Linked DNA regions of Mus musculus: region 1 is linked to region 2. The links are chromatin contacts, called in public HiCAR-type maps. All regions are on one chromosome and are shown on one strand. Each heading gives the region's core, a stretch centred on a gene start, on an enhancer-like site or on the middle of the called end of the contact. The rest is flanking DNA. Distances are from core to core; before and after follow the strand shown.

Evidence for each region. HiCAR-type assays count read pairs that join an accessible place to other places.
Region 1: a contact with region 2 is called in a HiCAR-type map of embryonic stem cells, with 10 times the contacts expected there. The contact joins two enhancer-like sites. A contact is called at or near these places in 1 of 484 Hi-C or Micro-C datasets (embryonic stem cells) and 1 of 115 datasets of contacts at active chromatin or transcription factors (embryonic stem cells).

The regions. Positions count from the first base shown.
Region 1 is chr12:43,915,897-43,922,572 of GRCm38.p6, reverse strand. No RefSeq gene overlaps it. Among named protein-coding and RNA genes, the nearest start is that of Gm33384, 68 kb to the right of the region's middle. Within about 2 kb of position 1,977, at least 5 of the 459 cell types and tissues checked have an H3K27ac peak or open chromatin away from gene starts, as enhancers often do. A contact at or near this core is called in embryonic stem cells, where this site is marked.
Region 2 is chr12:43,208,433-43,215,114 of GRCm38.p6, reverse strand. No RefSeq gene overlaps it. Among named protein-coding and RNA genes, the nearest start is that of Gm33340, 180 kb to the right of the region's middle. Within about 2 kb of position 2,789, at least 9 of the 459 cell types and tissues checked have an H3K27ac peak or open chromatin away from gene starts, as enhancers often do. A contact at or near this core is called in embryonic stem cells, where this site is marked.

The DNA.
Region 1 (6,676 bases), core at 728-3,227, 710 kb before region 2:
TAGAGCTCTATCTGTACATGAAATGAGCAACACTCCCAAAATATTTATTTATTCATATGTTGCCCCCACAAGCACATACATCATCACATGCATGAGTTATCTCTGACTAATATCACAAGAAACAACAGCCCATGAGGAGCAAGTTGATCCATAGAAAAAGTGGTTGGAAACCTTTGGAGAATTCCAACTTTGAAGGACCAATGTGGAGCCATAAATGGTTTTATTATTTTTTTCTTTCATAGCAAAGAACTCATTATAGAAATGTTATCTCTGCCTTTTCTTCTTTGAACTTAAATCATTTATTTCAATTTCAGTCTGTTATTTCTTTGTAAAGATTCCTGTATAACCCTTTGGCAATCCTGAGAAATTTTAGTATAAAAATGGACTGTTGGGCAAAGCTCTGGTTTCAATCCCTCATACTTAGAAATAATCATCTGTAAATGTATTTAGTTATGCAGATCAGCCTAAAATCCACTGTGTTGAATTTTGTAGAGCTGGTGAAAGGATGAGTTAAGAAATTCTCACCTTGGATATTTTAAGTTTCTAGGCTAATATCCACTTATCAGTGAGTGCATATCATGTGTGTTCTGTTGTGATTGGGTTAGCTCATTCAGGATAATATCCTCCAGATCCATCCATTTGCCTAAGAATTTCATGAAACTCAAGAAGAAGGAAGACCAAAGTATGGATACTTCCCTCCTTCTTAGAATGGGGAACAAAATACTCATGAAAGGAGTTACAGAGACAAAGTTCAGAGCTGAGACAGAAGGAAAGACCATCACGAGACTGCTCTACCTGGGGATCCATTCCATATACAACCATCAAACCCAGACACTAGCTCTGTCTTGTGAGGCTATGCCAGTGCCTGGCAAATACAGAAGTGGATGCTCACAGTCATCTATTGGATGGAACACAGGGCCCCTAATGAAGGAGCTAGGGAAAATACCCAAAGAGCTAAAGGGGTCTGCAACTCTATAGGAGGAACAACAGTATGAACTAACCAGTACCTTCCAGAGCTGTGTCTCTAGCTGCATATGTAGCAGAGGATGGCCTAGTCAGCCATCAATGGGAAGAGAGGCCCTTGGTCTTGCGAAGATCATATGCCTTGGTACAGGGGAATGCCAGGACCAGGAAGCTGGAGTGAGTGGGTTGGGGAGCAGAGAAGGGGGAGGGCATAGGGGGCTTTGGGGATAGCATTTGAAATGTAAATGAAGAAAATATCTAATAAAAGAGAAGAAAAAAAACCCAAAAAACCAAAAAACCAAAAAAAAAAAAAAAAAAAAGAAGAAAGAAAGAAAAAAAGAAATTCCCACCTGCTGTGAGGATCTTGCTCCCAACTGGAAATAACTCAGAGGAAACAGTGTAGAAGGTAGGTGGGAGCACAAAGGTCCTTGCATTCACAGATAGGCACAGTGGACGTGGTGGAGGTACCAGCAATGTTAAATACATGGGGTTGTCTCTTCAAAGAAAGAGATTGTGTATCCAGTTTTCTGCCCAGAAGCCTGGGAATGGAGGTGATTAATAGCCGAGGTAACCTCTGTGCTAACTGGATGGCTAGGGCTTTCTCCAGGCTCACACATACAGAACTAGAGATGGTTAATAGCCTAGGAGACCTCTGTGCTAACTGTATGACTGAGACTATACCAGATCCTCCCCTAGGCTCTTAAGATAACTCAGGTAGCCTCTCTATAGAACCCACTCTCAAAGAAGTGACATGGACTTTGTGAACAGTTCCAGTGGAATGATGCCTCTTTGTGCACATGGAATTATGTTGCACCAGGAAACGTATTTCAATTTGTACTCTATTTAAATACGCCTAAAATAGACTGCCTGAGGCCAGACTCTAGAAGTTTGAAGCAACACTGGCTCCGGGGTCATGTTGAATCTGATTTCCTTCTTGCCTCACAAGGACTGTTAACTCTGCCAATCTTGTGATGGCTCAGACCTATGCAGTTTATTATGATGTAAAATCGGGGACTCTTAAGGTTTAGAGCAGACAAAGTCCAGAGTGGTTGTACCAACCTTTTGATTTACATAGGCTTTGTACTGTTTATAAAGTCTCTGGAACAGACAGCTTCCCCTCAGGGTATTTTCCTGACCATATGACTCAGAAAACCATTTGGATTAACTCTTCCAGGGGTTTAATTGTACAGCTCTGCTCTTTACCAGAAAGACTCAAGCTAAATAGCAACCTTAAGATCTTTTAGGCAGTTCAGGATGTCACATCTTCATCCACAGCCCTAGGTACATTTGGGATCCCATTGTTCTGACTAGTGTTCAGAGGCTGGTAGTTTTAGCTGCTGCTTCACAATCTGCATATGAGAGAGGGGTCAGTTCTCAGTGACTTTCAAACTTCCAGATACCTAATACTACCTAGAAACAACACTTTTCTTAGCATTTTTGTGCATTGACTATATGACATGTGAATTGGACACGTGGGTGGGAGCCAAGATTCTTTCTACAGTTATTAATAAGCTTAATTGACTTTTTAAGTTCTAGAACGAGATGATAGTAAGTTCAATATTTTCTTTCCTAACTCTGCTTTCAGCATTAGTGCATGCTCTTATAATAACAGGGAATACAAAGGAGAGGTCACTTTTTAGAGTCACAATTAGTAACAACCATAAAACAATTATAAAACAGATACGATGTTTCTCCTTCTCTCCCCTGATCTTCCAATAATCAAGAATGTGCTTGCTTAGCAATAATTGAAGTGAAATAAATTTAGGCAGGGAAGAGAGGAAGAGTCTTTCTGCCATTACCATTTCTCCTTAAACGGAAGCTGGACCCGGAGTTTGCACCTGTGTGCTCTCCGGTCTCCTTAGCCAGGGATTCTTACTGCTGAGATAGTAATACTGAACTAGGTGTTGATAAAGCCTCCAGCACACAGAAGTTCAAGTGCAAATTATGTTTTCTGGTAGGAATTATAATACTTGCCACAGTGGAAAACCATTGAAATAGAATATGCTGCAAGGCTTTTAGATAATGATTAATACAGTTGCCCAACTGCTTGTGTCAACAGTTGGGAGCCACGCATATTTTCCTTCTGTCTTTGAGTCTTAGCTATCCTCTGGGGCATATTGTGTCGCATATAAAGCTAAGCTCTGAACACTGGTGGTAGTTTTGCCCTGAATAAACATGTATATTCTGCGCACCCTTTTTCTCCCTCTCTCTGTGTGTAGATTGTCTCTGTAATCTCAAGGCTGCTTTTTAGCACTGCACTTTCCTTTCCCTAGTGTGAAACATTCTGTCTTCAAATGCATTTGGCACTTGCTGGTAGTGGAGTTAACTGAAAATGGTGCATTTTTTTTTCCCCAGGCAGTGATTTGCTTTAATCATGAAAGAACACTTCCTGGGATTGCTCTGCGATAGTATGAGAAGAAAAATGATTACCACAAGCACAGTTTTGATATCCACCTTTAGATACACAGTCTCAAATGACTGTGGTACATTTAATATGTCAACGGTACATAAACCCAGGAGAGAAGTTTATCTTATTTTAGGACCTGGAAATTTTTAGAGCTAAATAACGTAAAGGAGAAGTGAAAGGTTTTGACATTTTATAACCATTCCATGTTGAAAACGAACACTTACAACCCACAACTCCATAGTGTCATTTTCAGAAAGAGAACAGAGAAAAGCTTGCCATGACAAAACACTCTGCAGTGCTATCTGCCACAAGCCAAGAAGAGAAGTTATAACCCATGCTTCTACTTGGATGCATTTATTGAAAATTGATTTTAAATCTCAATTATATAAGTGATACATTCTTCTTGTAAAAAAATTATAAAGTTCCATACTTTTCCCACAGACCATCTGCTTCCAAAATTCTACTCCCCCAGATCTCTAGAAGACGTTGTTATTAACTACTATTAAGCATTCTATGCATATGTTCCTAGGTATTTTGTATGTATATTAGTACACAGGAGCACACACACACACACACACACACACACACACTGATTAGGTATAGGTCAGCATTTCTGGAAGGAGGAATTCTGTATGGATCAATACAATAGAAGCACAGTGTGGACCATCATCTACATGAATGTATGTTCTCTGAACCATACATGAACAATTATTTTCCCATTTTCATTGAATCTCCCAGGATGATGTAATGCCTCTGGACAAACTTTCTTCCATTTTCCAATTATCTATGCAGCTGTTGCCCAGTCTTTCCAGAGTAGATGTTAAAACCCTGTACTCATTCTCAATTGCTGGCTAAGATTGCTGGCTTGATTTCTTTTCCTAATCTCTCAAAATCCCTTTGAGCAACTTCAAACTTGTATTTAAATCAACAAGGATGTGTCTCTCTTGTAGTAGTCTAGTAGTATCATTAATAAATTGCTTTGATTTAGATGTAAGATGTTCCCTATAGGCCGCAGTGTTTGAACATTTGGTCTCTAGCTGGTGGCAATGTTTGGGAAGGTTACGGAACCTTAGGGGTGAGGCATACTTAGAAGAAGTAGGCCAGCCTTGATATATTATCTTCTGGCTTTACTTCTTGTCTACTCTCTGCTTTGGGGCTGTGGATGCAATATGACCAGCCACTTTATATGCATTCTGCTGGTCCTTCTCCAGTATGGTGAACTATATTCTCTCAGTCTAAGGTATCACAAATACTTCATTCATTTTAGGTCCCATGTTGTCATAAATTGATCATAGCAACAAATAAAGTAACTAAAACACAAACATTTCATTAATCATGCTGAATTTTAATTTGTTTCCCTGAAGATAAACACTTAGACAGAGGCTATCATAATACAAACAATAGCTTAAATAAAACCTATTCAACTTGTAGCAATAGTCCTCATTAACTGAGTTTGGACTAATTAGTTGACAATTTATAGTACTAGATAGTTCTTTTTAATGAGTATATTTGGAGAATACAGAATCTTCAGATCACAGGAAAATTATCTGCATCCTTTTCATAAAATCATAACGGCATCAAACAATATACACTGTATTAGAGAGTTATGTGAGCAAATCAGTAAGTAGGCTAGAAAACAGCATACTTCCATGGCTTCTGTTTGAGTTCTTGCTCTGATTTTTCATAATGATGGATTATGAGCTGCAAGTATAAGCCAAATAATATCCCCACCACCCCCTTGCCCATAGTTTTTTTTTTTTTTCTTTCCTCACAAGAGTATTTTATCACAGCAATAGAAATGCAAACTGGACCAGATTTTGGTACTAGAGGTGGTTTTGCTGTGATAAATCTCATCATGTGGCTATTTAATGCCATTGGATTATTTGTTTTGTGGAGGATTTTGTAACTTTGAGCTGGTGCTTAGGGACTTATATACTATGTTGTGAGATCTTGGAAGATTAGAATGCTAAGGGTAATGAAGACAATGAAGGCTCAATCTGAAGTTTCAGAGAGAAGCAAAGACTGTATTGGAATCATTGAAATGCTCCTTTGTATTAAGATTTAGGACTTCTGGTAATGAAGTGAATAAAGAATCTGCCATGATTAATAAGAAATGGAGAACAGCTGAGGTCTGGTACCATGTGGCAGACAGAGTCAGGGGACAGGAGGGCATTAATGAGAGTATAGCCTAAATTGCAGTGTGGTCTCCAGGATGTTGGAGATTCCAATACCACAGGATAACTGCCAATGACAGTGGCAGATGTGGAGTGGAACCAACCTGAGGCTATGAGGGCTGGAGAGGTATGTGTGTGTGTGTGTGTGTGTGGGGGGGGTACTCAAACCCTTTGCATCTTAGATCATAAGAGAGCCCCAAATGTCAGACATTGAATTATTTATATGGCTGGAGTTTTTGCTTTGTCTTAATATGATTATAGCTGTGCTTTGGTTCTTACATTTTAGATTAAGAAACTATATAATCTTTTCTCTGTTTGTTTTGTTTTTGGACACAGGGCTTCTCTGTGTAACAGCACTGACTAGGCTGAAATTTGCCTTGTAGGCCAGGTTGATTTGAAATTACATGCCTCTGCCTCCCTAGTGCTGGGATTAGAGGGATGTACCACCATGCCTGGCCCATACTTTATTTTTGATTTTACAGAAGTCCACAGTTAAGAGACTTTGAGCTATTAAAGAATTGGGATTTTTAAAAATTTATTATTATTTTTTTTTACACTCCAGATTTTATTTACCCACACCCACCCCCTGTCCACCCTTCCACTGTTCCATATTCCATACACTCCCCATCCCCTGTCTCACCCCCATCCCACCTGACCTCTAAACTCCCTGGGGCCTCCACTCTCTAGGGTTAGGTGCATAATCTCTGATTGAATCCAGACCTGGCAGTCCTCTGCTGTACATGTGTCAGGGGCCTCATATCAGCTGTTATATGCTGCCTGTTTGGTGGTCCAGTGTTTGAGAGATCTTGGGGGTCCAGGTTAATTGAGACTGCTGGTTCTCCTATAGAGTTGCACTCCTCAGTTTCTTTCAGCCTTTCCCTAATTCAACCACAGGGGTCAGCAGGTCCTGTCCATTGGTTGGAAGAAAATATCTGTGTCTGACTCTTTCAGCTGCTTGTAGGTTCTTTGGGAGTGCACTCATGCTAGGTCCCATTGACACAGGGGGAAATTTCCTGAACAGAACTCCAATGGGATCTCTGAGATCAAGAATTGTTAAATGGAACCTCATGAAACTGGAAACCTCAAAGAAACTTTGCTTCTATAAGGCAAAGGACATAGTCAATAACACAAA
Region 2 (6,682 bases), core at 1,540-4,039:
TGTATGTGAATTGCTGCCCAGTTCAATATAGAGATAATGGGACATATTTCTGTTTTGCTCAAGACCTATAGCTTTCTCCTCATTTATCACCATGGTCGAATCAGGACTTACTTTGATACAAAATTTTAACAATCTTTTGTCCTCTCCAAATTTACCTCTTTTTGATCTTCCTTGTCTGTTTCTAGGTAATTAATTAAATTGTACATTATATAAGTGGATAAACAGTTTGGAGTATTATTTATGTAAATTCCTTTTAATCAAATAAATTTGGTTATTTGTATTTTAATTTGCAGGTAATTTATGTTTTCTGAAGTCTGGTAAAATCTCATCATGCACGGACCTTCTCTTACCCACCCAAGTCTTTGCTTCAGTTTATTAATAAAAGAGAATTAATTCGTTTGTACAACTTAACCCATCCTATCTTCCTCTTTACCTTCACATCTCTTCTCACTTTCTGTTTTAAGAGTGCTAAGAGTCAAACACAGGGGTTCAAGCATTCAAAGCAGACACTCAATGACTGAGCCACTCACCAACAGCTTATTATTGATTTTAACTATAAAGCCTACTTTTTACAGTGTGTTTTTCCTCTGCAACCACAAGGATTATTATGTTATCTTGTATTTTATTCTGCTGCATAAGCTTATATAATTTTCTTTATCGTCTTACAGTTGACAGAGCAGGGGCAACCCCACCCATTCTTGTTCTTAATAATGATCAAGATATTATCTATATTCTTTTCTTGTGAAGACATTTCAGTTTTTCATGATATAGAATTTGATTAAAATATTATGTTAATTATTAATCCAATGTTTCTTCAACTAAACCGAAAATAGCAATTTTCTTTGGCAAATCGGAAATCTGGCAGGACCTTTTCCTAAGCAGTGCTCCATGATTTCTATAAAACCAAGCAAATAAGGGATGAAATCCACTCTTTTGGGTATAAAATTGATTACAAATCATTTTATTGTAATTTTAAAAAATAGAAACTTGTAAAATATACCCTGGAATCCTTTCAATCAGTATATAAATGAAGACCGTTTTAGAACTTGATGTTTATAGGTAGCCCCACTTATATTCACATATTCAGGCATCCCATAAAAACACAAAAGTATCAGGTATGTGTGTGTGTGTGTGTGTATAAAACCTGTAGGTAATAAGATAATACATTAAAAAAATAAAGTAAAAAAGAAAAAGTAAACATATTCGTGATCACTGGAATATTTTGTCAAAAATCAAATGACAACATGATAATTTAAAAGAGATTATATTTTTTGCCCAATTATGTGTGCACCATCTGTTTTACATTCTAATTGCCAACAACAGAAAGACTTTATTCATGACTGCACTATAAAAAAGTTAAATATGCTTTAAATGTATTTTTTTAAGGATTTCAGATTACCTTAGAAAAGGGGTGAATTTGAAAATTACTGTATTTTCTTAGAGATCAGTTAATGTTTCTTCAATAAATTCATCTTTGTTAAGTAAGTAATGATGTAGTATGACACAGGGCAGAGAATGATGCTGACTTCCACAAGGATTCTCATTTAAAGTAGTTATAATTGGATGATAAAAGTGAAGCTCAGAAAAATCTCTTAATTTTTTAATGTAGTGATATTGATGACTAAGGCATACTATAAAAGGAAACATTAGTTAGAATACCGTTGACCATCTATTATCAGTAGCATCTGCTTTGGTGTAAGTATTATTCCTCTTGTGAACTGTTTTTCCCCCTCCCCTTCGATTGCATGCAGCTAGGTATACATGTCAATCAAAATGTCAAATCTACCCACCATCAATTGCTAGCAGGAAACCTGCAGCCAACCGTCAGTTTTCTTTGTTAGAACGGGAGAAAAGAATGTCGTTGGATTGGTTTTGCTTGTCATAGAATAAACGCTTCAGCTGTCTGGAGCTCTGTGACTTCCACCATGTGGTGAAGAGATTCAAAGTTCTGACACTGCTTGAACTCTTAGGCCACATTGTACTTGAAGCCAAATCTTCCCTGGATTTTCAAACAATATTTAAAAGCACTGAATTATTCAGATTCAGATACATTATTTTTAATTGGATATTTATTTTATTTACATTTCAATTGTTATCTGCTTTCTCGGTTTCCCCCCTGGAAACCCTCTATTCCATATCACCTCCCCTTGCTTCTATGAGGCTGTTCCATCTACCCCTCCCGCCCTGGTATTCCCCTACACTGGAGTATAGAAAACTTCTGAGCACTAAGGGTCTCCTCCCATTGATGCCCAACAGGGACATCCTCTGCTACATATGCCGCTAGAGCCATCGATCCCTCCATGTGTCCTCTTTGGTTGGGAGCTCTGGGAGGTCTGGTTGTTTGATATTGTTGTTCTTCCTATGAGGCTGCAAACCCCTTCAGCTCCATCAGTTCTTTCTCTAACTCCTCCACTAGGACCCTGTAATCAATCTGATGGTTGGCTGAGAGTTTCTGCCTCTTTGTCAGGCTCTGGCAGAGTCTCTCAGGAGACAGCTACATCAGGCTCCTTCCAGCAAGCACTTCTTGCTATCCACTGCTGCATACCCTCTGGGTCTCTTTGTCTGCATGGAACAACGGGTCTCTAGTCTCGGGTGGGCAGACAGATGCACACAAGAGAGGTTGTGTGGTATCTGAATGTATTTTCAAATCGAGCATCAAACTTTTTATGCAGAAGACAATAAGGAAGTTGGGTGACACACCAGCAAGGTACAAAGAGGTTACTGGATTCTTACATAAAACAGAGGAATGCAAACACAGAAGTTCTAATAGGAACCACCTGGGATAGAATTCATTGTTAACAACTGGGGTCAACAAGGGCTCCACCTAAGATCCACTTAATCTTAGAAGCCAGGGTCAAGGGCTTCGTGCCCTTGCCATAGTTCTTATTTTAGTCTATTGTATAGTCCACCTTCCCCTTAGGCCATTGTAAATACTTTGTATGGGTGTAACTCAGCTATAGTCTTAGAAGCCAGGTGTGAGGTCTTTACTCTCTTAGGGCAAGGGCTTTCACACCCAAGTCATGGTTCTAACTAGGGAGTTCCATTCTAGCTAACCATCTCATGAATAATGCAATACTCTAAAACCACAGCCTGATCTACTTCCTAAACCATTGTAAATTCCTGTATATGGGAGCGACTTGACTTTTATTCTAAGTGATAGTTTAATACCAGAGGCTATTCTGAATGTCACTGTCTAGCTCAAGGACGTTCTAGGACTGTTGGAACACTGGCTTTAGCTATGTCAGAATTCAATCTTAAAAGGCACTTATAATAGGATAATACTGGAAGAGAGCACGTGGATCCATACACTAGACTAACGCAGGAATGGAAAATTAATGTATGGGTTAGAGAGAACGCCAGACTCCAGGAGCGAGTTTCTGTGAAACTCCTTTTCCTCGTGAGTAGCTTTCAAGCCTCTCAGCTTGTCAAACTGACTCGACCGAATTCTGGGTTTGGTAAATGTATATGGGATGGATCTTCAGGTGGTGCAGTCTCTGGGTAGCCTTTCCTTCAGTCTCTGCTCTATACTTTGTCTCCGTATTTCCTCCCATGAGTATTTTGTTCCCCCTTCTAAGAAGGACTAATATGTATTCTCATTAATACTTGATTAAGTAACAGCACATCTGTACAGAAGCAAAACTTTGATTAATATAAAGCTGGCTTTATATCATTATGAATTTAAAGTGAAATGCATAATGATTCTCATGTGAAAACTTTATGTGAGAATAATATCCCCATTGGAAACCTTCTTATATTCTTATGCCAGGCTTTCAATAAAGTGCTTTATATGCAGTATTTACTTAACCACTTTCATAAGTTGAATGTCTGGATTTTACTTTTTATTAATCTTATTATTTCCAAATATTTTAAATATAGATATTAATATGAGAAAAATAGTATATTTAACTTAAATTATTTTATACATAAACAGGTATGTTATAAAAAAGTTGCAGATTTTCTCTTAAACACTTATATTTAAGCCTGCCCAGAAGTAGAAAGTTTTATTTATTTTCTTAAATGCTTGTAGAGATTGTATATGCTTGTTACAGTGAGTGCCTACTTATATAAATGAAAATGTGAATGACTTTTAGTTTTGAGTACAAGAAATCCAAGTATAATTAAAGTTTTAAAATTACAAATTAAGGCTATATATATATATATGGATGACAAAGATAAATTACTCCTATTAATATCTAGGGGTAATTCTTTAGGAATATTCTGACTTATTAAATGCACAATTGGTTGTGTTCTTTTACATTTTGTAAAACTGTGGCTCATAATTGTATTTCCTTGGGAAATAAATGTCAACATTTTAAAAGGTGGACTTTATGGTTAAAATCATAAATGAGTTGTTGGTTTATGGCTTACTTATTGAGCTGACTTGTCACTAACACTCTAAAAATAGTGAGAGGAGATGTGAAGGGAAAGAGGAACAGTGGATGGGATAAGTTTTCCAAATGAATCAATTCTGTACGCTTAACAAACTAAAGCAAAGACTTGGGTGGGGTAAGAGAAGGCGAGTGCATGATCAGATGACAAGAACTAATAAGAAGCCCATGAACAGGTACTGATCCTCACAACCTGCTCAGCCTACATTTGTTTTATTTATTTTTTTAAATTAGATATTTTCTTTATTTACATTTCAAATGTTATCCCCTTTCCTAATTTCCACTCCGAAACCCCCTCTTCTCTTCCCCTGGTCCCAACTCACATACTCCCACCTCCTAGCCTACTTTCTTATACAACCCTGATCCATAAATCCAGGGGTGGCATGACTAATAATGGACTTGGCTCTGCCCTACCAATCATTATTTAAGAAAATGCCCTACAATTCTATCTTAGGAAGATATTTTCTCAATTGAGCTTTTTTCCTTTCTGACATAAAAATATCCAGTAGAATTATGAATCTTTATTAAATGCATAAGTTGTCAATAAGAAAAACAAAGTGACTTTTGCCTATTAAAATAAGAAACCTATTGCTAACCAGAGGTAGGAGATAATAGTGATGGTGTGATTACTGAAAAAAACAGAGCAAATATGTAGAGCTAGAAACAGGCATGTAGGACTTCTTTTCTCTTTCACCTGTAAAGTAATGTTCTGGAAAAAATCAATAGAATTTATAAAACTCAACCATCACCACTCAAGAGGATAAGGTAGGAGGCTTCTGAAAAGTTTAAAATGTATTAACAGGTTATTTCTTTAAGGATTATAATTTATAATTAACATGTTTATGTGTGGAAATACTAATTTCTACGATGAAATTGTCAACAGAGATGGCATTTTCATGGATCTCACTTCAGATATTCTCTAGGCAGAGCCTTGAGACTAATTTTTAAATAATTTCTCATCTTTGAGCATAACACATCTGAATGGAATTAGTTTATTACTTCTGCTATTAAAAACATAATTTTTCTAGATTTAAAATTCTCAACATACAGAGGGAAGGAGAAGGTGAGTATAGTGAAGCTTTCCCAGACTTGTGCAAAAATATAAATAAATAAATAAATAAATTTTTTAAAAAAGGAAGTACCATCGAACCACAGGGATGACTATGAGCTGTATATAATGAAAAGGATGTGTAAAAACACCCATAAGGAAAATTACAGAGAATACATGACATATTTAAAGGAACCAAAGATACTGATATTAAAGAATAACTAATATGATGATTATCATGTATGATTGATTCCCATAGGACCTTGATAGGTATTCTGGTCCCTGGTTTAGCACAGGCTTGAAACCCCGGGTACCCTGCAGGGGATAACCCTGCAAGGAACTGTAAGCATTTTGCCATACTCCTGAGTCCCTGGCTCCTGGCACAAGGCCACCGTTCTCCATGATTTTGTATCCATCAGTCATGTAAGGGCAACTCCCTAAGCCTCTTCACAGATAGAGGACATAGCCTCAAGACATATCTCCAATTTAATGAGCTACCTGAAGTCCTGAAGAATCCAAGCAAATTAAGCTGTCCTTCACAGACATTGCTCTCTGCAAAAGGTGTTTAACCTCAAGCCTACGCTGAGAAAGTGGGGTATGGTTTTACTAGTCACAACTCTGCCATGACAATAGATGCCTTAAAACCATGGACTGTGTCTTTTTTATCAGGATATGCCTTGAGGAGCAATGGAACAGGCCTTAGTCTAAAAAGCCACATCTAATCTCCAGCAGAAAGCTACCTAGAGCTCCCAGCCATGGCCTCCTCCAAGGCCACCTGCCAGCCAACAAGCCAAGGACTCTCCTCCCCGCAGGACCCAGCAGGAACTCTCCCTCCATTTCCCCTTCGCACAGGTTAGATCCAGCTTGAGGTATGGGGCACTTGATTCTCAGCTTTTCTGCAGAATCTGGTGTCTACTGGGTGCCCAAGAGCCTGAGAACCAGATGGTCCAGAATCCACATGCCCTCAGGCTGATTGCGCTCCCCCATCTCCAGAGCAGTGTGCAGCAGCAGTGTGTGCAGCCTGACACCTACCTGGTGCCTGTGTGGAGTAAGCAGAGTCAAAACTTCCTGCTTCCCATCTCCCTGAGTGGCCCAAGCACCGGACACTCAAAACCCAAAAGATTCCCGAACGTTTTTCTCTGACTTCCATATACATACTATGTCACACACATGTACATCACACACACACACACACACACACACACACACACACACACACAAACACACATAGACAAAATATAAAAAT